Linked DNA regions of Mus musculus: region 2 is linked to region 1. The links are chromatin contacts, called in public ChIA-PET maps. All regions are on one chromosome and are shown on one strand. Each heading gives the region's core, a stretch centred on a gene start, on an enhancer-like site or on the middle of the called end of the contact. The rest is flanking DNA. Distances are from core to core; before and after follow the strand shown.

Region 1 (2,700 bases), core at 88-2,587:
CCACCCACCCCCACTCCCCCTTTTTGGCCCTGGCGTTCCCCTGTACTGGGGCATATAAAGTTTGCGTGTCCAATGGGCCTCTCTTTCCAGTGATGGCCGACTAGGCCATCTTTTGATACATATGCAGCTAGAGTCAAGAGCTCCGGGGTACTGGTTAGTTCATAATGTTGTTCCACCTATAGGGTTGCAGATCCCTTTAGCTCCTTGGCTACTTTCTCTAGCTCCTCCATTGGGAGCCCTGTGATCCATCCATTAGCTGAGAGTGTTTTCTTTTCTTTTCTTTTTTTTTTTTTTTTTTTTTTGGTTTTTCGAGACAGAGTTTCTCTGTGTAGCCCTGGCTGTCCTGGAACTCACTTTGTAAACCAGGCTGGACTCGAACTCAGAAATCCGCCTGCCTCTGCCTCCTGAGTGCTGGGATTAAAGGTGTGTGCCACCACGCCGGGCATGAGAGTGTTTTCTTAAGGATTCTCAGCAGTGCCCACCCTGGGTCATTGTAAATTCTTAGAAAACAGTTCGTTACCTGGCAAGTGTTATTCATGGTAGTGGTCTAGAGAGACAAGGACCCAAAAGCCTGTTCTCAAGGCACATACTGAGCCTGAGCAGGACACAAAGGCAGCAGAGAGCCAGGCTCTGATGGCCAGTGGGTAGGGCAGTGGCGAGCCATGGGGTAGTCACTATCCTGTCAACTCATACCCTCCATCTGTCGATGGCTCCTTCCTGCCCATCTCCTCCTCCTCCTTCTCCTCTTCCTCCTCCTAGCGCTCAGCTCATGTAAGAGCATGTGACACTGAGCCCTTAACACTGCAGTGCAGCTTCAGCTGTCTCAAGAGCCCAAATCTTGAGCGAGCTTGCTGCACTGCTATTGAGGTCCAGGACCCAGCTCCAACCGTCAGTCTGAAACAGATAGACTGTTGTCCGCTCTCTATGAATGATCCCCTGAACCCCATGTAAAGGGTCTGGTTGTGTCTGGCCTGAACCAGTCCCATGGTCAGATCTAGCTGCAAGGAAGATGAAGATGGAAATACCATGTCAGCTAAACAGCCTCACTGTGAAAGATTTGGAGAAGCAGGCATCCCTTCTCTCTCTCTTTTTTAAGGATTTGTTTCTATTATGTTAAATGTATATGCAAGTCTACATGCATAGCAGTGTTGGAGTTAAAGGAGCTGTGAGCCACCAGACTTTGTGCTGGCAGCCACACTCATGTCCTCTGCAGGACCAGGACATTCCCTTAGCCGCCTCTCTCTCCATTTACCACCAGCAGACTGTTAGAAGTGTGTCCCCTCTGGCTCTGGCGTTGTGGAGTTGGCTGGCTTCCTCTGGCACTGTGGGTAGACCAGCAGCTTCCTGTGCATTGACATTCTGTTTTTCTGGCTTAGCCCAGTCATTGTGTGGCACTACACTGTGCTCAGCAAGAGTGACATGCTTGTGGAGGTAACTGCCAACTCGAGAGGACATGCGAAGGGCCAATGGACCCAGGGGCCTGCTGCTCTGTTGTCCAAAAATCTGCAGGGTTCTTAGACCTTCTTGGGTATGTGTTTCTGATCTTGCCAATGGAGACAGTGTTACCCTTGCGAGCTCAAAGCAACTATTCACACACTAAAACCGTTGGCTCTCTCTAGCTCCAGGAGCAATAAAGTAACATTTCTCTCCCTGGTATTCACCCTGTGCCAACTACAGAAGAGCTAATGCACACCTGTGGCTGGAAAAGGGAACTCTGTGTGTGAGCACAGTTTCTCCCCTGTGAGAGTGAGATTTCCCCTAAGAATAAATAGGAACGGATTAATCTCTTATAGACGGTAAGACCTCAGTGGGTGCTAGCCAGATGCTCAGCAGGTAGAGGCGTCCCTGGGACCCATTGGGTGGAAGGAGAGGACAGTTCCTGCAAGTTGTCCTCTGAGTCACAGCGGGCAGTGGCCTGCCTGTGCCCACACACATGCACACAGATCGAGCCTTTTAAAGACTTGGTGGCTTTAAGATGTGCTTTTTTACTAATTCTAAAGAAAAATAATAATAAATCCCATAAACTATGACATTATTTTCTTTCGTATAAACACGTTTTTTGTGGTGTTGGGAGTTGAACTGTGTACATGTTTCACAGGTACGTTTCTTAGTGTTTGGTTTGGTTTTGTTTAGTGACATTTTCATGAAAACAGGAAATGTAAGGTGTCTGTTTTACCCTTTAAACTATGGAAATGAAGGTGAATCATTGCTAACTTTCAGGGTAGCTTGGTGTTCGTGGTTGGAAAAATGGATGGATTACTCATGGTCAGCGGCCGAAGACATAACGCCGATGACATTGTTGCTACTGGATTGGCTGTGGAGTCCATAAAGACCGTCTATCGAGGAAGGTGAGTGCTCTGAGATCCGTGTCACCACTCTGGGGTGATCTGAGCTGCGCTCTGTGGTTCTTCCAGGTGCTTGGGCTGGTCTAGCTTAGAGTGACAAAGCCCAGCTTTAAATACCCGTCCTGCAGCTGAGGCATGAAATGTGAGCAGTCTCAGAGTCTGTCAATGATTGTTGATTCTGAAGACTGAGGAGAATTCCAAGATAAAAAACATGACCTTCTTCAGAGATTGTGCTGTCCAGGCCAATATAGGTGGCTGCCACTCTGCGAGAGCAGACCTAAGAATCTTTCTCTCATTTCTAACTGAAGTGTTGTGTTTTCTATGTGGAGACTGACATGGCAGCTAAGTGCTGGAA
Region 2 (2,700 bases), core at 26-2,525, 85 kb after region 1:
AAATGACTAATTTTACCAAGTCAGTATGCACAGTCTCTGATGAACTATTGCCATAAAGTTAAAAGGCTAGAAGCTAGTCTAAACTGGAAAAATGACAAGCAAGGATGGATCTAAAACATGAATTTAATTTAGTTTTTTAGTCATTACAATCAGGACACTGAGTCAACTTACCTGCCAGCTCGTCACACGAATTAATATGTTTCTGCAGCGTTCTGTGTAGAAAACCTGTTTTTCCCTTTCCTAATAAGATAGCTGTTTTAGGATCAATCTATAAGCCAAAAAGTAGATCCCTTTAAGATACTATAAAGCATTTATTAAATTCTTTGCCATTTAAATATTAAATTTTGAAAATAAAGGTAAGATTTAAATAGTGTGCATGGGAATGCACTAAATAGTATGTACGGGGATACAATTTTTCTCTAGCAGAGCACAAGCTGACCTGTGAGCCATGGCTTCTGCTGAACTTCTCTGACTGTGAAAGGAGTTCCTCAGACAGAGGTAATGCTGATGGCATAGCAAGCAGGCCTGCCTTGAGTTCTCCCTTCGATAGACTTGGGATCTGGAATTGCAAGAGGAAATAAACCCTTTCTCCTGCTATGTTGCTTTTAGTCAGGGCATCTGCCACAGCAACAGAAATGAGATGAGGATTGGCTTAGAGCTCTGGACCCTAAGGACTAAGGGCTTGTGGCTTTTTTTTTTTTTTTAAAGATTAATTATTTACTGTATGTAAGTACATTGTAGCCCTCTTTGGACACTCCAGAAGAGGGCATCAGATCTCATTATGGATGGTTGTGAACCACCATGTGGTTGCTGGGATTTGAACTCAGGACCTTCTGGAAGAGCAGTCAGTGCTCTTACCCACTGAGCCATCTCTTCAGCCCGCAATGTCTTGACCTCTACAATTACATGGGCCAATTCCCATCCTGGCCTCTTTTGCTCCCCTTCTCCTCCCCTGCTTCTTTTTGGCTGGAGATCCCTGACTAATGTTGGTCTTCAGGCCTTACTCTGTGGAAAACAAGAGCTCTCAAGCTGTGCCTTGCTCTGAGTGACTCCATTTTATAAAACAATGTTTGGCAGAATGGCTCCACATCTTGTTTGCACATATAAACAAATTTCATCTATCCAGCGCAAACCATGGCACTGGCTGACAAGCAAGGTGTTGCCACCTACAAACTCAGCAAATTGAGACAGGAACTAACAGATACGTAAGCAGATGAAAACCACAGCAGAAAAGCGAGGGCTGGGAACTCATCAGACACAGGAGACCACAGAGCAGGCAGAGGGAGGCCCTCAGATGGATCCTATAAGAGAAGAGCCATTCTCACTGGACAGGGCCACAGCTACTGACAGTCCTCAAGAATCTGCAAGCTTAGCCATAACTGTCAACTCCTAACTGTCCCTGTGGCTTCAGCTTCTCTCTCTCTCTCCCTCTCTCTGTTACACACACACACACACACACACACACACACACACACACACACACACGAGAGAGAGAGAGAGAGAGAGAGAGAGAGAGAGAGAGAGAGAGAGAGCATTCGTGCATGCACATGCTCTCTTGACACAGCCCTCTCAGATACTTATGTCCTGACTCAGCTCTGTGCTCCCTCCAATAGAACAGATACAAAAATACCTCCTTTTTTTTACTTGGTGCACTCAGAAAATGAATACAGTTCAAAAACACAGAAAAGTGAATGGCATGTTGTGCTGTCCAATAGAAGTCTATGAAGAGAACTGTATTTATATTCAGCTGATGTAAGTCAATAATAGATTCTATTACTTCCCCTCTTAGCACAGGCTGGCCTGCAGTATGTAGCAAGGCCAACTGTCTCAGGGTTTGTACTGTTGAGGTAAAACACTGTCACCAAAAGCAACTGAGGAGAGGCTTTATTTCAGCTTATTTTCAGACTCTCAGGTCACAATCTATCACTGAGGGAAGTCAGGACAGGAACTAATGCAGACAGCATGGAAGGGCGCTGCTTCCTGGCTTGCTCTCTCCATGTCTTGCTCAGCCTGTTTTCTTACAGAATCCAGAACCACCTGCCCAGGATGGGCCACCTACCACACTGGACTGGGCCCTCTGCTTCCAACCATTAGTCAAGAAAATGTTCCAGCTGTTTGCCACTCAACAATGTGGTGGATTCTTTATTGGAGACACCGATGAGCAGTAGGCCTGTGGCACACCTTTCCTAGAAGCCGAGTTCCTCTTCCCTGGGTACTTTTAGTTTTTCTTACAGCTGAAAAGTTGTATGTGCTAATGACTGAGCCTGTGTATGTGGGAGGAAGGGGGTGGGTCTCAAGCACCAGCAGGATGCTGGCTTTGGTGAAGGGGCCATGCTAGATGCTGGCTTTGGTGAAGGGGCCATGCTAGATGGGGAGACTATAACTCTTTGAAGTATGAAGTGTTTGGGGAAGAGAGGGCAGGAGTGAAAGCCAGCCATGGTAGCTCAGGCCTTTAATCCCAGCATTCCAGAGGCAGACACAAGTGGATCTCTGTGAGTGCAGGGCTAGCCTGGTCAACAGAGAGAGACCCAGAAAAGCCAGTGCCTACATAGTAAGGCACTGTCTCAAAAAAACAAAACCAAAAACAGAAACTGCACGGTTTGAAGCCAAGTTAGCCAGTTTTGTTTAGGCCACCTCCTGGTTCCACAGGATCATTGAATAAAGCTCCATCAGTCCCCTGCTCTCTTGAATTTATTACAT

Evidence for each region. ChIA-PET counts read pairs in DNA pulled down with a chosen protein or histone mark.
Region 2: a contact with region 1 is called in an RNA polymerase II ChIA-PET map of memory CD8 T cells, with 73 read pairs. The contact joins two enhancer-like sites. A contact is called at or near these places in 6 of 484 Hi-C or Micro-C datasets (the G1E-ER4 cell line, embryonic stem cells, liver and 2 more), 2 of 115 datasets of contacts at active chromatin or transcription factors (embryonic stem cells and memory CD8 T cells) and 2 of 9 other capture datasets (adipose tissue and pancreatic islet).

Annotation. Positions count from the first base shown.
Region 1 is chr15:100,179,089-100,181,788 of GRCm38.p6, forward strand. Dip2b (disco interacting protein 2 homolog B) reads left to right here. Exons shown (of 38, transcript NM_001159361.2): 21 at 2,221-2,348. Among named protein-coding and RNA genes, the nearest start is that of Atf1, 47 kb to the right of the region's middle. Within about 2 kb of position 1,338, at least 68 of the 459 cell types and tissues checked have an H3K27ac peak or open chromatin away from gene starts, as enhancers often do. A contact at or near this core is called in memory CD8 T cells, where this site is marked.
Region 2 is chr15:100,264,561-100,267,260 of GRCm38.p6, forward strand. No RefSeq gene overlaps it. Among named protein-coding and RNA genes, the nearest start is that of Tmprss12, 15 kb to the right of the region's middle. Within about 2 kb of position 1,276, at least 8 of the 459 cell types and tissues checked have an H3K27ac peak or open chromatin away from gene starts, as enhancers often do. A contact at or near this core is called in memory CD8 T cells, where this site is marked.